Linked DNA regions of Mus musculus: region 1 is linked to region 2. The links are chromatin contacts, called in public Hi-C maps. All regions are on one chromosome and are shown on one strand. The core of a region is the stretch at or near the end of the contact, and the rest is flanking DNA. Distances in the headings are between cores, read along the strand shown.

What was found. A called contact is a pair of places that touch in the nucleus more often than the background predicts.
Region 1: a Hi-C map of liver shows a contact between it and region 2, with 1.8 times the contacts expected there. A contact is called at or near these places in 7 of 484 Hi-C or Micro-C datasets (embryonic stem cells, induced pluripotent stem cells, liver and 3 more), 4 of 130 datasets of targeted methods (the NIH/3T3 cell line, craniofacial prominence, hepatocytes and 1 more) and 3 of 9 other capture datasets (adipose tissue, embryonic stem cells and liver).

What each region holds. Positions count from the first base shown.
Region 1 is chr19:25,109,927-25,115,276 of GRCm38.p6, forward strand. All of the region lies in intron 14 of Dock8 (dedicator of cytokinesis 8), which reads left to right. Among named protein-coding and RNA genes, the nearest start is that of Gm34235, 16 kb to the left of the region's middle.
Region 2 is chr19:24,997,579-25,003,006 of GRCm38.p6, forward strand. It overlaps Dock8 (dedicator of cytokinesis 8), which reads left to right and starts at 1,951. Exons shown (of 48, transcript NM_028785.3): 1 at 1,951-2,125. The coding sequence starts at 2,073.

The DNA.
Region 1 (5,350 bases), core at 1,030-3,529, 110 kb after region 2:
CGCTATCTGCCTTGCTTAAAGAGTGGAGCTAGCCACTTTCCTTTGCAGGCTTGTATCAGGCCATCAGCTCACCACAGATGCTGGCATTAGCAGGCATCTGGGCATCTGCTGGCATCAGCCTTGCCCTCTGGCTGCTGAAGAGGTGAAGGGCACCCACTTTTCTGTTTGCAGTGAATCCTCTTGGGGGGGGGGGCGGTTAGCTCACCTGCATTTCCACTGCCGCAGCACCTCAGCTCTTTGACTTTGCCTCTGCAAATTAGAATTAGAAGCTAAGATCCACATATGAGAGAAGGATTTAGCATTCGTCTTTCTGAGTCTGGGACACCTCACTTAAATATGTTTTACAGTTCATCTGTTTTCCTGATGATTTCATAATATATTTTATAGCTGAATAAAATTCTGCATAGATACCATATTTTCATTATTTATTCATCTGTTGATGGACATCTGGGTTCATTCCATTTCCTTCCCATTGTGAATAGGGCCTCTATGAACACAGATGAGCAAGCGTCTCTGTAGTAAGATATAGAGACGTTTAGGTGTGCGGATGCTTTAGCAGCAAAGCTGACTCAGGGAGATCTATTTCTAGGGCAGAAAAACCTATTTTTCTGTCCCCCGCTTCTAGAATCCGTATCTAAGATCTAGGATTTCCTTAGGCTGTAAGCATCTGAGCATGTGTTACTTAACACATATTAATATGTACTGACTTCCTCACTTATTGTATATACTCTATATAACATTATAACAGCCTGTCTCAAACCACCACCAACAACAACAAAAAGTGTTAAAAAACAGGTTTCAAGAGCCGGGTGTGGTGGCGCACACCTTTAATTCCAGCACTCGAGAGGCAGAGGCAGGTGGATTTCTGAGTTCGAGGCCAGCCTGGTCTACAAAGTGAGCTCCAGGACAGCCAGGGCTATACAGAGAAACCCTGTCTCGAAAAACCAAAAAAGAAAAGAAAAGAAACGGGTTTCAGTTGTCACAGAGGCAGTGACAGAGTGAGGGGTGGTATTCAGAAACACACAGAGATGGGGAGTTGGGAAGAGGCAGGAAGACATACACCTGCAAATTAAAGATGCAGAGAAAGCAAGAGAGACACAGAAGCTAGAGACAGTGAGAGGTGGGGAGAGCAATCCGGAGGGTTTGATCCAGCCTCCACATCCCCAAGCTCTGCACTTCTGCTGAGATCTAGACTTGGGGATGTCACCGTGTTCACAGGCATCCTCGTGCACGACGGTTGACAGCAACCCTTTTACAACAGGTCAGGAAATGAACTTAAAACCCAGTTTGCTCTGCTACAGAAACACGTAATTTACCAGCAGTGCCAGTGTACAGAAGACAGCCCATACAATAGAAAATCAGTACTTTTTTTTCCTCCATTAAAAAAAAGTGCATTTAGATATCATTCCTTCATCCCAGGCTGCATATTGAAATAACAGAAAGAAAGCTAAAATTGGCACCAATTCCATTTCAAAGTCAAACCTACTGCTTTTCATTTCCCAGTCTTTTCCAGCCCCTGCTTTCATAGGTCCTCATGTTCTGCCTAACTTTTAGCCCTGTCAGAGTCTTTGTGTTTTGTTTGATTTGGTTTGGTGTGGTTTTTTTTTTTTTTTTTTTTTTTTTTTTTTTTTTTTTGGTTTTTGGCGGGGTTTGTTTGTTTTGTTTGTTTGTTTGTTTGTTTAGTTGCATTCTGGGTTTTTACCCAACATCGTGTGTGGAAAGAAAGCCTTTGACTCTCCTCAGCTGCACTTTCAAAGAGACACACACAGGGAAGAAGCGTCCAGGGTTTGCCATGAACAGTGATCGCTGATCCGTGGTGCTTTTGTTGATCCGTGGTGCTTGTTGGGATCTCTAAGCCTGCGGTGAAGTCTTCCCAGAGTTCCAGAGGCTGCATTCTGGCTCTGCTGGCTGCCCTTCCTTGTGTACCTTGGCAAGTGCAGAAGTAAGAAACACAAATATATCTTATTCAAACCGTGGTCTAGGAGACCCGGGTCAGGAGTGGAAGACGTGGGAACACCGCATGAAGGGTTGGCTTGCTCTCTACTCTCACTAACCAGAAAACGGTCTCTGTCACCGCTATCATAGACTTTCCTCCCTGTGGCATAGTTTCCATCCCGCTGAAGTCGTGGTCCCCTGACCTGATCAGTGATAAGGTATTCACTGTGACATCATCTGTCACCTTTGCACAGAAAGCGCATTCGCTCTAAGGAGCTCAGCAGCAGCTGGTGCTCCAGGAATGTCACTGGCTCATGAAACTTCTCCGTGGACCTCACTCTTGTGGCCAGCTCGTCCTTCTGACAGAGGGTTTATTCCACCCTTTCGCCTGTTTGGCTTTCAGTGTGCTCTGCACTTTGTTCCCTTCCTGCTGGCTGATGTGATCTCGAAGCTCAGCTACAGAGCCATTTAAGTTGTCCAGTTGTTCCAACAGAAGCTAACATGCTTTCTATGAGAGCTGACTTGCTCCTTGATCCTAACAGAGCTGTAGAAGCCTCTGGAAAGTGCTTGAGTGTTGTCCTGGGGAAAGGGGTAAGGGTGAGCTTTTCTCTTCCTTTCCTTGCCCTTTTAGATAAGGGATAGACTAAACTTAGGAAAAGCCAAACTAATGTGTTTTTATGCTGTGGCTTTAAATGTTCCTTTGGGCTAACCTGTTCTCCACAAAGGAAATAAAGGACAGTGCCAAGATGGTAAGAAAAAAAGAGTTCAATGTTTGATCTATGAATGGCTGCAGTTCCACAGTTAGTCCTGGACCTCAAATGAGTTTTAAACTAAGCTGAGGGCTAGGGACAAAGCTCAATGCTTGCCTAGCATGTGTAAGACCTTAGGCTCGACTTCTAGCACTGGAAGATGATAACCACATATATATACACACAGTTATCCCGAGCTAGTATCTCGCTACCAAGAATTCACTCGGACAACCGGATTCTTCTACGGCAAAGCTTTATTGCTTCATCTGAAGGAAGACCCCGAACAAGGAAAATGGTGCCGCCTATATACCCCTTCGTGTGACATGTCAGCTCCTGATTAGCTGCTCACTCATCACCCCACTACTACGCCCCGGGATGGGCAGTGACTTATTTACTCTTGCACCTGCGCACATTACTTGTTTACCAGTTAGGCACAGCGGAGGCTCATGATGGCGATTGCTCATGGCTCTCCACACACAGTCATAAGTATATAAATGGCATATTCCTGAATCTGTGGGAAGAATTAACAACCTATAGAGCTGCTAATCAAGAGAATCCATCTGAAGGATGCTTAAAACACTCTTTGGAAGGGTAACATCCAACTTTCTCCTTCTCTAAGCTGGGATGCATATAAGTAAAAAACATCTCTTTGATTACATTTCTCCAAATGTGATTAAAAAAAATAAGATGAGGCTCAGATGCCTTGCACATTCATGAGGCCTCTAGTTATTACAGAACCTGTCAAAACAGCTTCATTCTTCATATGAGTGATTCCTGTTTACAATATGGACTGTCTTCTTACAGGCTCTTCAATAATGTAATTTTTACAATTTTCCTTAATACTAACTTATACTATAAATTACATGAGTCTGTTGACCAGTTGACTAAGATTACTCTTCTCTGATACAAGCTCTGGATTACAGACTAGACATAGAGATCTTCCCTGTCAAAAGGAAAGCATTATTCTCTTCTGTTCATTCTGTAAGAGATGCTAATCTGCCAAAGACATTACTTAGCATTCTTGTCAGTAAGGAATATGGTGGTCCTTAGGAAAACAATCTTCTCAAAAACATTTTAGGCAAACTCACTCTACTTTTCTGGGAGTCGGTTTCATGGTCTGCAAAAAGGGATATTAAACCAAATTCTCTAAGACTTTTTCTTCTGTTGTGTGTGTGCAGACAGTATCAACATAACCTTGACAGGTATGCTGGTGACACTCGAAAAGGTCTAGCAACCCCTTCAGAAGCACTGTGCAAAACAGTTGACTGGTGTTGGGTCATAGGGGACAGGTCTGTGGTGCCTGCTTACTGGGGTCAAAGACGAGAGTGGTAACAGCGAACCACACTGTCCAGTCCAGCAGGCCACTGCTAGAGTGACTTACACGCCCTTCATCCAGCTGCTTCAAAGCATTTTCAAACCCTAGCTCATCAGTCCTCCAAGCACAGCATTAAAGGATGATCAGTGGCTATCAATTAATCTAAACATGAAAATCGGAGCACTCCAGGGTTTAAAAGAATTCTTTCAAAAGTCTACTGCATGGCAAAAGATCAAGATACAAGGTGTTCATCACAGCTCTATAATCAATGAAAGGGAGAAAAATCACATAAATGTGCTTTGGGGGCTATTATATACTGCAGCACATTCATTATATGAAGTAGTGTTCAGTAATTAAAATCATGATTATGAAGAATATCTAATAACATTGGAAATGGCTATAATTGAACAGTATTAGACACTAAAACACGAAATTGTATACACAGTTTGATTTTTAAAAAATATTTATTGTATGATGGAAAAGACTAAATGGAAACATGCTAAAGTTTTTACCATAGTTCGCCTCACACAGGAATAATGAATGGTTGCTGTTTTCTTCTAAAGAATCCTTTAGTGTTAAATACTTTCCTGTGCTTTTCAGCTATTCATTGGTAAAAACCTGTGCACATTATACAGCTGTGGTCATGTATTACTTTCACAATCATAATCATGTATAGATAGAATTATGTGACTATAAAGTAACATGAGCCTGTATTTGTATGTGAGAGAGAGATGCAGGATGTGGCATAGATCAGTTAGATGAGATGTTAGGAGAAAACTGGGAGGCTGTGCCATATGATCTGAAGCCCCAGTGTTCAGAAAGCTGAGAAAGCTGTGGGAACTGCTGGAGAGAAGGCAGTGGGGTCAGGAGTATTGTTTAAATGTGCTAACCGAAAAAAGTCAATGTGGAAAAAGCAATGAAAAATAAAGTCAGAGAACTAGAGAATTTGCTCAGAGGTTAAGAGTTTGTCTTAGTCAGGGTTTCTATTCCTGCACAAACATCATGACCAAGAAGCAAATTGGGGGAGGAAAGGGTTTATTCAGCTTACATTTCTACATTGCTGTTCATCACTTAAGGAAGTCAGGACTGGAACTCAAGCAGGTCAGGAAGCAGGAGCTGATGCAGAGGCCATGGAGGGTTGTTCTTTACTGGCTTGCCTCCCCTGGCTTTCTCAGCCTGCTCTCTTATAGAACCCAAGACTACCAGCCCAGAGATAGCACCACCCACAAGGGGCCTTTCCCCCTTGATCACTAATTGAGAAAATGCCTTACAGTTGGATCTCATGGAGGCATTTCCTCAACTGAAGCTCCTTTCTCTGTGATAACTCCAGCTGTGTCAAGTTGACACAAAA
Region 2 (5,428 bases), core at 701-3,200:
ATTTCTAAGCATAAAATGACAACATGGATAACGGTAATTAGATTAAGCTCAGCTCCACAGTCAGATATTATACATTGAATATAGTATAATGTGAGGCAAGGTGTGAGGTGCCATGATATACTCCTGACCGGCTCAAAAAAGTTTCCCTAATGGAAATATCTGAGCCATTTAAGATAACCTCATTACATTTTACTTGGGTTTATGTGGAACCAAGTATATTTTTGATTTGTATGAAAGTGCATGCCATGAACATTTAGAAACCCAAGACAAGCCCACCTGTACGTGGACTAAAGGCTCTGGTAAAAATGTTTCAATGGGTTACTTATTGTTCACAGAATGAAGATACACACACACACACAATTATTCTTTTAATATTTTTCTATCCAAGTATTTCCCCATAAATCCCATTGTAGTAAATATCTTTAGGAGACCTTTGGAAGTTAGAAACAACAGATATATATTTTTAAGCCTTCTAGAAAATTGACCCTGGGAATGAATCCAGGCCCTTGAGAATGTTAGGCCTTGCAGTTGCTTTGTAGCACAGGCAGACCTTGAATTTGTGATCCTCTTTCTTGCCTCAGCTTTCTGAGTAGTGGAGATTACAGGTTTGGATTACAAGGAATAGTTGGCCTCGTTTATTAAAGTCGTGTTTTCTGTCGGTCTGTACTTAGAGTCTCTGTATTGTTATGTTGTACACATTGTCTTTTATGTTTAAAGGCATTGGTATGAGGGAGGGGGAGAGTTACCTAACCAGCTCTGAAGGTTTGCTCAACTACCTACCCAGAAGCAGAGGAAGAAGGCTGCCAAGAATAAATAGCATATGGTCGGCCAGTATTTTAGTATTAGGTTACAAATTAAGTTGTAGTGGACCAGTGTTGTTCAGTAAGAACTCAATGTGCCAGCAAATGTGAGCTAAGGAAGTAATTTTTACATCTTCTTAATGGGAGCCACATTTTAATACAGGGAAAAACAAACAGGTGAAATTATCTTTAATAATATGTTTCTTAACTTAACAGCTTCCAAAGGATTGTTTTTAACATGCAATCAATACAAAAATTAAGACATTTTGCCTTATTTTTTTTCTGTACTGTCTTGGAAACCCAGTGTGTATTTATTTTCCAACCCATCTCACTTTAGACTAACCAAAAATTCAAGTGGCCAACGGCCACATGTGGCTTGTGGCTTCCATATCTAGACTCTGCAGCTTTGAGCCAAAAATATAGCCCTTTCGTGTTTCCGAAGGCAAGTTGACAAGTGGAAACACACGGAGTTCATACAACACAACTTGGACCAAATATATTACTTGAAATAGGCACAGTCTTTTCCACGCTCATCCTTTGGGGATTATTTTTATTTTTATTTCTCCAGATTTCTCCTTTGTGGTCTGGTCAGGTTTCTCCATGTAAAACAGAACTCTGTTGAGATACCGGTCAATCTCAATGCTGTGTATTCCCTCAGGTTCTAAAATGAAAAGTCATATAGCTCCTAATATTTACTCGTGGGATGCAGCCATTATAATAAAGTGTCCCATGAATGACAGTGCGCCTTCGGCTGGGAAAAAGTCGACTGATGTCCTAAGAGGCTGCCTTAAAAAGAAATGTTCCCAGGAATGGCGTCAATCCACCGGGTGGCCCCTCCAGACCCCGCTGGCTGCTTCTGGATCCAGCGCTCACTGCCCCAGTCGCCCTCCGGCTCCGGCCGCCGGCGTTTCCGGCCAGCTCTCGCGGTCCGCGCTCCGCAGCCACCGTGCCCGTCGGTCCCGGGTCAGCGGCGGGGGAAACGCGCGCCTGCGGCCGGCGACTCTGAGTATCCGGAGCGCGGCTCGGCGCGGCGTCCACGCCCTCGCCAAGCGCTCGGTGCGTGCCAGGCCGGGCGGCGCCGCGGGCGGCGGAGGGAGCAGAGCCCTCCCCCCGGGAGCTGCGCGGCCAAGGTGGAAATGCGGAAGTTTCCGCGGCGCGGCTGACAGATGAGGCTGGCGCCGGGCGCGCCGGGCTCTGCAGCGGCTGTGCGTTCGGGTCCCGTCCCCCCGCAGCCCCGCGAGCCCCGAAGCCGTGGAACCGCGCGCGCGCGCCATGGCCACGCTGCCGAGCGCCGAGCGCCGCGCCTTCGCGCTCAAGATCAACAGGTAAGACGGCGCGGTTCCTGGCCAGTCCGCGGCGGGGCGCGCCGGTCCCCGTGGCGACTCATTCTCGTCCTCTTGTCACCCGCGCTGCTGTCCGGACCAGCGTCTTGCGCCACCTCCCCAACCCGGCGTGGCTCCCGCCGCCCTCGCTGTTCTGAGACAGGTGGCCCGACCCGGAGCGCGGGGTCGCGCGCCCGAACTTGGCTTAACAAATTGCGCCTTCCTTCCAGTCGGGAGACAGCGGAAAGAAGCTAAGTGGCTGAAAATCAGCCCTGCTTTGAAGCAGATCGGTCCGTGGTCCAGGGTTAGGGCTCTTTCAACCCCCTCTTTCCAAAAAACATCTTGGCTTTGGATGGCAGCGCTATTTTTATACCTTGGTCCAAAAGGAGCCAACCATGAAGTGGAAAAAATGATTTTAAAAAAATTCCTCCTTTAAATAAGCGAAAGGGAATGAGCTGTAGCTGACGTTTAAAGATTTCTAGCACTCTAGAAAAGTGAAGAACACAGGGATTTCCAATTTATAAACAGAGCTGCACACGCCACATCTCTGTGAGTTGACTACTCATAAAGTTCTCGGTAGACTCAAGCGGCGGCGTTTCCTCCACTGAAAACTGCTGACAAGTATTCAAGGGGGCATTTTTGCCTTGACCTGGGAAATCTAGACTGCCTGGCTAAAAGATAATGTGGAAGGGCAGCGCTCTGGAGGACTTCCAGGGTTGGTGTTTTTTTCTTGTTCTTGTTTGTTTGTTTTTGCATGTGGGACGCTGGCCCACAGTAATTCATCTTTGGGCTGCTAGTGAGTGAAGCTGGAGTCACTAGGAATCACCATCCTTGAATAGTGAGCGGTAAGGACCACAGAGGGCCAGTGGAGTTTCCCTGTGCAGTTGTGAGCAAGACCTTTCACTTCCTTCACTATTTCATCTGTCCAATTAGTTTAATTATTAATGTGGACTGTATACAAATGCTAAAGGGTAACTATATCATAATTCAGTCTTCCTATCGGAGCCTTTCCCCTCATCAGGCTGTCCTGGCTGCAGTGGGGCCGTAGGGGCATAGGAAGTTTTGATGGCTGTCATCATTGCCTTCCCCGCTTCTCCTCTCTTTGTCCCTGTCATGAGAAAGAAAAAAAGCCAGGAAACAAGGAACAAGGGCAGGAAGCTGTTAGGGATTCAGGAGGGGTGAGACTGATCTGAAGTGACTGTCTGGGACCTAATGCAAGCCTGGAGACGCTCTTGCAAGGAGCTTCGGGGTTGGTATAACCCAAGGGTGGAGGATTAAAGTCCTTAGCCAGAAGTGGTGGACTTACCCATCATCCCAGCCCTCAGGAGGCTGAGACAAGACAATCACAAGCTGGATGCCAGTCTAGGCTGCATACAGAGACCTTGCAACAAGGAAACAAAACAGAAGCAACCACCCAAGCAAAACAGTGTTAGGAAAACCAAGAGCCAGGCTACATTCAAATTTCCTTACAAAGTTTTGCTGCAAACTAAGTATATCCCATTGGGCATACACATTTTATATTTTTCTCATGTTTGGTCTCCTCCCTCCTCCCCTTCTTTCTGTCTCTCCAAGGTCTCTCACTTTGTTTCACAAACTGGCCTTGAACTCCGAGCACTTGACCTGCTTCAACTTTCTGATTGCCAGGGTTGCAACTGTGTACCGGCTTTTGTGTCAGTGGGAATAACTAGTATCCGAACCCTAGTTTTTCCCTCTTCTGACTGTTAGGAGGACTGAGTAGAGTAGAGACAGCGTGCTTATGATGCCTGGCTCAGAATGAATGTTAAATAGCTGCTAGCTGACACATCAGTACCGCTAGCTTCGTCGTGGTCAATGCCATCTCTAATATCATCAAATCTGAGATGATACTTCAGAACCTACGAAGACAAAGTACCAAGGGCAGCTGAAGTTGGACTATTTTTCCAGGCAGAGGCCATTTGGGGCAGGGTATGGGGATGCCAGTGGCCACCTGCAGCTTTCTTGGGGTTATATCTCTCACATGTGCAACACAGTGCTGAGAACCCTAAACTGGAGCCAAATGTTCCAAGAAGTACCCATTTAGGAAAGAAAAGTATGCTTTCTAATCTTCTGGAAAGAGTCTACATTGTATTTTTCTTTTTAAAAAGAGTTTTGTTCTCCCCCCTGTAAGCCACTTTGTGTATTGGGAGCAAGAGTTACACTGAGGTCTTGGCTGGTATAACTTTCAGAAGAGTGGATTTCTGAGAATGTATTTGGTGTGGCTATAACATTCAAACCCGCCACTTGCAGGCTGAATACTGACTTGCAGATGTTGTTGCAGATGTTGTGCTCAGTCGTCCTGGACAGATGTGGTCAGCTTTCATTGTCCACTTGACACAATCCAGAGTCACCTGGGAAGAGAGTCAGAAATGATGGGTTGTCGGCATCGGGTTTGCCTGTGGACATGTCTCTGTTAGATTCTCTTCATTGTTGTTTGATGGAGGGAAGACATAGCCCCTGTGGGCAGTGCCATTTCACAAGCTTGATCCTAAGCTGCAGAAGAGTGAGGAAAGTGGACTTGAGCAAGCCAGGGTGTGTGGGGCTTCTTTAGCGCTTGGCTGTGGATACGATTAGCTGCTTGAATCCCTGTTTTGACTTCCCCAAAATGATGCACTGTGATATGAAATTGTAAACCAAATAAACCCTTTCCTCCGCTAAGCTGGAGATGTTTTTACCCTGGCGAGAGAAATGAAACTTGAAAGAAGGGGAAAGTGAAGCGTGGGGTGTACTTGCACAAGGCTGTGTAATTTGTAAAGATCACAGTCCGCGATAGCAGCCAGGACTACAGATGGCCCTTACATTGGCCCTCTGCATTAGGCCTGTACTATTTTGATCTACGTGTTTTAAGAATTTCCTTTAAAAGCAAAGAGTTAACTTTAAAAAAATCATTTCTGTAAACAGCATTGACAGCTCTGCTTCTGAGCAGTACCTGCTAGGTCAGCAAGGTGCTGTTCAGCAGAGTCAAACATGGAAAAAAAACCTTTTTTTACCTACATGAGTGTCTATTGGTTTTTAAAATAAATCCGATTCCAAAAGTAACACCGTGTGGAAAGGTGGCCATCAGGACTCTTAGTACACTTTCACATTTTCACCTTTCTATTTAACAATGATATTCCTTAAGACACTTGTTCTTTCTATTAATGAAATATTGTAATGTGACATATTAAAAATGAACAGTTGCAAAGAGCTCAGCTCTGGGCCCTACAGAGGAATGAGCAGTGTCTTACATACAGTCTGTGAAAAATGTTCCCCACTGCATGCAAATTTCTGTGGCTTCTTGCAAGCAGCATT